3 separate regions of the Mus musculus genome follow, and all the other regions are linked to region 3. A link is a contact called in public Hi-C and HiChIP or PLAC-seq data. All regions are on one chromosome and are shown on one strand. Each heading gives the region's core, a stretch centred on a gene start, on an enhancer-like site or on the middle of the called end of the contact. The rest is flanking DNA. Distances are from core to core; before and after follow the strand shown. Region 1 holds the start of Bysl (bystin-like). Region 2 has its middle 20 kb from the start of Taf8. Region 3 has its middle 22 kb from the start of Bicral.

Evidence for each region. Hi-C and Micro-C count contacts between places; a contact is called where the count stands out from the background. HiChIP or PLAC-seq counts read pairs in DNA pulled down with a chosen protein or histone mark.
Region 1: a contact with region 3 is called in a Hi-C map of regulatory T cells, with 5 times the contacts expected there. The contact joins the promoter of Bysl here to the enhancer-like site in region 3. A contact is called at or near these places in 1 of 484 Hi-C or Micro-C datasets (regulatory T cells) and 5 of 115 datasets of contacts at active chromatin or transcription factors (astrocytes, embryonic stem cells and pancreatic cancer cells).
Region 2: an H3K27ac HiChIP or PLAC-seq map of embryonic stem cells shows a contact between it and region 3, with 5 read pairs. The contact joins two enhancer-like sites. A contact is called at or near these places in 7 of 115 datasets of contacts at active chromatin or transcription factors (embryonic stem cells, extraembryonic endoderm stem cells, microglia and 1 more) and 1 of 9 other capture datasets (embryonic stem cells).

Annotation. Positions count from the first base shown.
Region 1 is chr17:47,610,070-47,612,769 of GRCm38.p6, reverse strand. Bysl (bystin-like) reads left to right here and starts at 1,278. Exons shown (of 7, transcript NM_016859.3): 1 at 1,278-1,863. The coding sequence starts at 1,599. Gm20517 (predicted gene 20517) reads right to left here and starts at 1,185. Exons shown (of 9, transcript NR_157366.1): 1 at 1,078-1,185. Med20 (mediator complex subunit 20) reads right to left here and starts at 1,185. Exons shown (of 4, transcript NM_020048.4): 1 at 1,078-1,185. The coding sequence starts at 1,091.
Region 2 is chr17:47,520,482-47,523,181 of GRCm38.p6, reverse strand. It overlaps a transcript of Ccnd3 not described here. Among named protein-coding and RNA genes, the nearest start is that of Taf8, 20 kb to the right of the region's middle. RefSeq lists an enhancer at 1-2,397. Within about 2 kb of position 1,396, at least 283 of the 459 cell types and tissues checked have an H3K27ac peak or open chromatin away from gene starts, as enhancers often do. A contact at or near this core is called in embryonic stem cells, where this site is marked.
Region 3 is chr17:46,851,642-46,854,341 of GRCm38.p6, reverse strand. It overlaps a transcript of Bicral not described here. Among named protein-coding and RNA genes, the nearest start is that of Bicral, 22 kb to the right of the region's middle. Within about 2 kb of position 1,426, at least 95 of the 459 cell types and tissues checked have an H3K27ac peak or open chromatin away from gene starts, as enhancers often do. A contact at or near this core is called in astrocytes, embryonic stem cells and regulatory T cells, where this site is marked.

The DNA of each region.
Region 1 (2,700 bases), core at 29-2,528, 760 kb before region 3:
CCTGACTCTGCCTCCCAAATGTTGGAATCAAAGGCATCAGCCCTCAGATGGATTGCCTGACTCTTCCAAAGGCCCCAGGAAAGGCCCTGTCCTGTATCAACTTACTGCAAACAGGGAAACTGAACTCTAAATGACTCTGCTGTGATCTGTCTTCATTGCTCACAGGCATTCTTTACAGTAGGGTAGAAGTATGAGATGAGGCTCCTAGTGTCAACTGTGGCAAGAGCCTTCCTTTCACAGGGCAGACCTGTGGCCCCTGGCCTCCAAGCTTCTTTAACTGGAAAGAAGCACACCACTACCAAGACTTTTAAGTGCTGAGGCCGAGTACTTTAAAATTAATACCCAGAAAAGCACGGTGCCCAAACCTTACCAACTGCCTTTTTATCAAGTGAGACTTCAAACATGTTTAAGATAAAAGTCAATCAAAACTGTCTGAAGCCCAGGCGATGGTGGCTCGCGTCCGTTTCATCCGTGCGCTTGAGAGGCAGAGAGAGGCAGGTGGATCTCTGTGAATTCGAGTCCAGCCTGTTCTACAGAGTGAGTTCCGGGCCTCCCAAGCCTACACAGTGAGACACCCAGCTCGAAAAATTGTCTCTGCCTGGTACTCCGAACTCCAAACTCCCAACCGCTCCTTTCCTCCTACCTCTGTCACTAGCCCCAACACCTTAAAATGGCCAATTCAAAGTCTGTAACTGCAAGCAAAATAGAAAAGTCACTTTCTCCTCGCGCCACTCTTATCCCTTTCTGCGAACAACTCCTAATCTAGAAACCCTATTTCTAACCTTTGGGTGCTAGTAGCGACACTACAAGGCCTCAAGGACAGGAAGAGGTACCAAGAAAAAGGTACAACTCCTGGCGGGTCCTAGGGATGCGCTGCTCCCTTTGCCAAAGGGGTGTGTCTGGGAAGAGAGAAGTCCCACGCAGTGTCCCCCATCCACACAACCGGAAGACATCTTGGTCAGCCCCCCGAGGAACCGAGAACCTCGGTCAAAATCCCTTTCCCCGGGCCATCACAGGCCCACAGACACCTTCACGACCCTATATGCTCCGTCACCACAGAAGCCCTTCAAGTCCTACCACGTCACTCCCATAGCGAAGGATCAAAAGGTGGCGCCTCCAAACCCTCGAACTCAGAGACTCCAGACCTTCACGCGAACGGCGGCCCCCTAAACACAGGAAGCAGTCGTTGATCGACCGCCGGAAATGCGCAAATACTGAGCGCCGCGGCGACACGCCCACAGGGAGCGCCATCTCTGGTACCCAGTGGTGACATTTCTAGAACGTCATCGACTCGGCTCCGCCCCCAAGGCGTCCAACGGGTTGACAGGACGCCCTAGGCTACTTTCATGAATTCTGGAAAAGGGTGACTTGGACATCCACCTTTCTAATGAGATTACCTGAGAATTTGGGGGCTCCTGCTATAGGTCCCGAAGCTCTTCCTGAGAGTAATAGATGAGGAACTTCCGGCCTCCTAACGCTGGGGGGCACTGTGATCTCTCAGTGGCCTCTTGGCGATCGGAACACACAGCGCAAGCGCAGTATCGGCTTTTTAGCCGGCTTCACACGTGTGAACCTGGTGGGCAATTTTTTCGGCCAAAATGCCCAAATTCAAGGTGACACGTGGGGCCAGCAATCGGGAGAAGCATGCACCTCTGGCCGAGCAGATCCTGGCTGGGAACGCAGTGCGCGCGGGGACCCGAGAAAAACGGCGGGGGCGTGAGGTCGAAGAGGAGGAAGAGTATGTGGGACCCCGGCTAAGCAGACGGATTTTGCAGCAAGCCAGACAACAGCAGGAGGAGCTCGAAACTGACCATGGGGCTGGTGATCGGTCAGCACCACCGCGAGAGCGCGCCACGCGGCTGGGTGAGTGACAAGGGGTGGAGTCGTGAGTTGGGCCGGTCTGACACCCCATCAGAATACTTTACCGGCGTGTTCCTCCACTTCCACTCCTGAATTCCAGAATTCAGAGTTAAGCCAACGAAAAGTGATCTCTCACACCAGTTCTAGCATTATTTTATTTTAGGTTTTTTTCGAGACAGGGTTTCTCTGTATAGCCCTGGCTGTCCTGGAACTCACTTTGTAGACCAGGCTGGCCTCGAACTCATAAAGCTGCCTGCCTCTGCCTCCCAAGTAAAGGCGGGTACCACCACCACCTGGTGGTCTAGCATTTATTTATTTATCCTCTGGGCGTTTGAAGTATTTGTGGACTGCCTGCATAATGTTTTGAGCTGTGTTAAGTTTTTAGGCAGTTTTGATACAGAAATAAGATATTCGTTCCTCCTGATAACACCGGAAGTCTAGCTCAAGGCACCCATTAAATAGAGTTACATATTCCAAGCAGGAGTGGCGAGGCTCACCTGTAATCCCAGCACTCGAGAAGCAAGGCAGAAGACCTTCTTGGCTATATAGTAAATTTCAGATTAACGAGCCCTGTCTCTCAAGAGAGAGGAAAAAAGTGATGATATTTCTATTTAAACAAAAAAGCAGATGAACATTAATTCTACATGGTGGGTATCCCAGATTTCATGTCCTTCGAATAAGACCTGAAAAGCAAGTGGGGACTGTCCCTGTCCCAGCGACAGGGGAGGGGAAACAGTATTGTTTACGGGCTAAAAGGGGGAAGAGGGGTGGGTACTGCCACCTGTCTCACTGGGGAGGAATTGTTGTTCACCTCCCAGTTGCTTAATCTTCCATTCTTAT
Region 2 (2,700 bases), core at 147-2,646, 670 kb before region 3:
ATAGGATAAGACGAAGGAAGAAGAGGGTCTGTGTCTGGCATAGAGCGAGCGTTCAGTACTTGCTGGTCACTACCAGGCCTGGCTTTCTGGGCCTGAATATACTGCAGCTTCCTAAAACGTAGCCGGGTTCCATAGAGGCCTTAGGATGTACCGCTCCTATCCCGAGATTCTTATACACAAGCGGCTGCCCCTAGCTCTCTGGGGCATTCATTTATTCAAACCACTGTTCAGGGGTCAGGGTGGCTACATAAGTGAGGATATGCCTAGAATCTGTCAAACACATAGTATCTTGGAGGGTCTTGGGGGCCTCAAGGAGTCAGTTGAGTACAGAGGTTTGGGAGCGTGCCAGCAAGAAGCAGGTGACCCTTCTGCGTGTGTTCCCATTGAGCCAACTTCCTGCCAGCAGCTAAGACTCCCGATGTATCTCAAAGCTAACACCACCCTGCAGGCCCCTGCATCTGACCCTTGGACAACCAGGCTAGAAGCCACATCCAGGCTCAGGAACACAGAAGTCATCAAACCTTCTTCAGGACAATGAAGACACTTCCTGATGTGGCCCAGGGCCTTCCTGAAACCCTGCATTCTTCGGACTGGGACTGCTTATGGGGGTATCTTGAAGAAGGGGTGCTAATTGCTACTCATGGTGGCCCCAGGAGCCGGCCTAGCCCTGGGGGATGGGCAAGTAGTGGCTCCTTGTAGCTCTTAGACCCCAGGCTAGCGTGTGTCGAAATAAGGTCACTAGTAAGAAGTCTCAGGAGTTATGGAGTCTCTCAGATCCCTGGGACCAGGATACCTTCAGGCACTATACTGAGGAATAAACTCCCATAAGCCAGTCAAAGCGGCCCCTCGTAAAAGTCACTGTCAATCCTTTCTGTACTGAGTGCCTGGGGAGGCAGAGAGCAGAAGTCTCCAGCCCAGTGAATACTCCTCTCACCACTAGACCCCAGCTCCTGCCTCAGCCTCCCCAGCCTGGCTATCAGAGCTTAGCCCCACTCTATTTCCCAGGCCTTCCTAGATTACCCAGGGGAGAGTCTGAGGGTGGCCCAGCCTGGCAGATGGGGGCTGGCCCTGGAAGAGGCCTCTCTTTTCCACCTCCGGCCACCTGTCTCGAGTCCTCAGTCCTTCCAGACAGCTGGAGAAAGGCCCCCGAGAGCCTCTGCCTAAAGAGGGGGCTGATGTGGGAACACAGCTCACAAGGAGCTAAGCCAAGGCTGAGGGGAGGCCCTCAGAGCCGACGGGGATGCCGAGTGTGCTCGGGTGGGGGCGGGGCGGGCTGGGGGAGAAGTAGGGATTGGGGTGGGATCACAGAACGGAATGCAAAGCTTGTTCTCCCCGGGGCACAGCTGTTTATTTTGATCCCCTTGTCAGCTGCTGCCTGTTCCTTATCTCAGGGCTCAACGGAGACTCCACCCCCTCCTCTGTTGCTGAGCTGGAGAGGCAGACTCTGCGGGATGCTGCCCAGCTTCCTGCTCCCACCGCAGTCTTCCCCCGGCCCTCCACCCTTGCAGCCCCAGGCTGCTCAAAAGGACTAGAGGAAGCTGGCTTTCTTCAGACCTACTCTGTGCCCTTTTGAGGGTAACTACCCCCCCTTATCTAACTCCGCCCACCCCAATTGTCATGACGGCCTGAGCTGGGCACCCCCGAAGTGCCAGGCAGGACACTTTTAAAATTTTGTTTAATTGGTATAACGGGACTTGAAGAGAGGACAGAGAGTTGCAAGCTGGGGTCCACACCAGGCTCTGGGCCTTACTGAGCCCTCCACTGCCAGCTTTACTCTTAGCTCCTACAGCTTCCAATGAGGTACCACAAACTAGCGACACTTTTCCCATAAGCTCATGGAACACTCCTAGTACATGTTCTATTCTTCCTGTTATTATAGAACTGGACCTTTTTTTGGGGGGGGAGGGGGGTTTCAAGACAGGGTTTCTCTGTGTAGCCCTGGCTGTCCTGGAACTCACTTTGTAAACCAGGCTGGCCTCGAACTCAGAAATCCGCCTGCCTCTGCCTCCCAAGTGCTGGGATTAAAGGCGTGCGCCACCACCACCCAGCTTTTTATTTTTATTTTTATTGAGACAGAGTCTCACGTAGCCTGGGCTGCCCTCCTAATAGGTACCCCGAGGAGGACCTTGAACCCCTGATCCTCTGTCTCTACAAATCCTGGGATTATGTAGCACTGGGGGTCAAGCCACACACAGCTGCAGCTGAAATGTTCTTAAAAAAAAGAAAAGGCAAAGCCGGGCGTGGTGGTGCACGCCTTTAATCCCAGCACTTGGGAGACACGCCTTTAATCCCATTTGTGGTTTACTTCCCTTAATTGATTATGCGTCTTAATGTATGGAGAGTATATCTAAACTGTATGTATGAGAAACCCTCACAGCTCCGCTTGGCCTTAAACTGGCGATGTCGTTGAGGCAGGCTTTGAACCTCCACCCCCCGAATTCTAGGATTACTGTAGTTTATGGAACTGAACACAGGGCTTCCTGCACGCTTACAGAAGCACTCTACCAACTTAGTGACATTCCTAGGTCCCATTCTCTCTCCCTCTCTCTTTTGGCCTGGAACTCACAGAGATCCTCCTGTCTCTGCCTTCCAAGTACTGGGATTAAAGGCATATGCCACCATGTCCGACTCCCACCCTCTCATTTCCCTTCCTCCCTCATCTGGGGATTAAATCCAGGCCCTCAGCCTGTTAGGCAAGGG
Region 3 (2,700 bases), core at 177-2,676:
CCTCAGAAGCAGGGTTTGTCGTTCCAAGCCGCCTGTGTAGAGCAGACTGAAAGGGAGCGAAGGCTGCCGAGCTTCTCTGGAGCTGCTGTGATTAGGCCACTTAGGGAATTCTTAGATTTGTCCTAATTGCAGTGAGAAGCTATGGTCTAAGGGAGTAGGGTGGGGATTTGAACTCAGGGCTGCAAGCATTGCTAACGAGCAATCCACTGCGGAGGATTTTTGTTTTGAAACTTCAGTATCATAGTCGTGCTTAATTGCTTGGGCTCAAGTTTTGTGTTCATGTGATCCTCCTGCCTCAGTTTCCTAGTCCTAGGACTACCAGTGCAGAAGTGCTCATGTTCTTTATAGACGATTTGACCGCTGTGTAAAAGGTAGGGATTAGAAAGGTTTGCACTGTAGTCTGGTCCTGCAAGAGCGGAAGGAATCAAGAATGTCTTCTCAGCCGGGCGTGGTGGCGCACGCCTTTAATCCCAGCACTCGGGAGGCAGAGGCAGGCAGATTTCTGAGTTCGAGGCCAGCCTGGTCTACAAAGTGAGTTCCAGGACAGCCAGGGCTATAAAGAGAAACCCTGTCTTGAAAAACCAAAAAAAAAAAAAAAAAAAAAAAAAAGAATGCCTCTCATTTATGCTTCTCATTTATGGGCCAAGCTTTGAGTGGCTGACGGTGCCACTTAGAATTTGGAGACGACCAGAAGAGGACTAGCTGGCAAGGGATGGTGACAGGATTCATATGCCACTTGTTGGGTACCAAAATTGAGCTGTTAGAAGTCACTGGCTGGTGGGTGTGTCCTGGGAGCAGCCCAAGTCATGTGAGAGCACAGAAGTGGACCAAGCTGTGCAAGGACAGTAGTGTGCCCAGTGGAATGCTGAGGAGTTAGGCCGTGGCGGCATGCCCACCCATCTGACAAGCAGCTTCTCTGCCGTGTGAGTTGAAGGGCTGGGCTCAAAGAGTGGGGAGTAAATACTGCAGCGGGGTTACAGCCTCATTTTGAGTACTTGGTGTGGGGAGAGAATGTGTGTGTGTAGGTCTGTCAAGTCTTTCATCTTTAACATGGTTCTGGAGATCAAACCCAAGGCTTAGGCACTTTACCTCCAGAGCCATTTTCCAACATTTTCACATGAGCTGAGAGTATCTACCCAAGAGGGAGAGATTAATAAAACAGCAAGTCTGATAAAGGGGCAGGATTCTTGAGAAAGGACAAAGAATTTCAGATCTAAGAACAAGGTTTATCAGGGTGGGAGGAGAGTGGAGTGAAGGCAGAAAAGAAGAGCAGGAGTTAGAGGGAGTGAAACCTCGGAGGCGGGGATGGAGGGCAGGCTGTGGTGCTCTCACGCATGGCCAGCATCTTGCAGGAAGAACAGGTGGCGGCTGGTTTCAGAAGGAAGTTGTTGGTCATCTCGGGCTGCAGGGCAAGTGGGACATAAGACACCTGCAGGCTGCTGCCTGGAGCCCTGAGTCTGCGCACTGAGAGCTCTGTACTGCTGTGCTGTTTCCCAGCCCCAGTTTGACTTTTTGACCTTTGCACAGTTGCACTGGGGAGAGGGAGAGGTGTTGAGGGAAGAAAGTATCCAAAGGATGCCAGTGGAAATGTATAAAACCCTTAACCAGCTGGCTCCTCTTTGAGGCAGCTGGTAGTACTTTTTCTTAGGTTCGTGTCCCTTGAACTGGCTACAGAATAACAGTAGAGGGAAATTAGGGAAAAAGGGGGGGGGGCTGGTGAGATGGCTCAGCAGGTTAAGAGCGCCAACTGCTCTTCTGAAGGTCCTGAGTTCAAATCCCAGCAACCATATGATGACTCACAACCATCAGTAATGAGATCTGATGCCCTCTTCTGGGGTGTGTGAAGACAGCTACAGTGTACTTACATATAATAAATCTTTAAAAAAAAAAGGGGGGGGTGGGGGAGGCTGGAGAGATGGCTCAGCAGTTCCAAAGGTCCCGAGTTCAAATCCCAGCAACCACATGGTGGCTCACAACCATCCGTAATGAGATCTGACGCCCTCTTCTGGTGCGTCTGAAGACAGCTACTGTGTACTTAGATATAATAATAAATCTTTTTAAAAGAAAAGAAAAAAGGCATTCAAAATTGATTACTGTAACTGGCTTAGAAGATGCAGGGCCATTTGTTAGGGATGGAGGTTAAGAAGGCCTGAATATAGGGAGAAAGGATGCATTCCTGGGAGGTGTCTTAGTTGGATGGAAATAGTGGGGAAGAGAAACAGCCACTAAGCAGCAGCATGTGGGATGAGCAGAGCTCTCCCAGCAAGTAGTGTTAATAAAGATGCTTGAAGGATGCCTTGGGATGGGATGCTGGGTGGGGCCGCTGGGTCTTTACTGTCCTCTCTCCCTTCCCTCCAGTGCTTCCATTCAGGAAAGTCCCAAGGGCTCCCTTAGTCCTAGACACTCTTGAAAGGGTGTGACTTGTTTAATTATCAATTTCTTAATAAAGTTGTAAATTGAACACTTCCTGTTCTTGTGGCTTCTTTGGCTCACTGGCTACAAACACATCAAACACTGCGTTAGAAGAACCAAAGCTCTTAAGTCAGGATAGGTGTTGCCTCTCAAAGTGGCTTATTTCAGGTCCACCAAATCCAACTTCCTTACATCATCAGGAGTTCAACTTTGTTCCTGGCTAGAATGTAAACATTTCACAAATATTATTTGTCTCACTTTTATCCTGCTTCACACCCTGATGGCCTT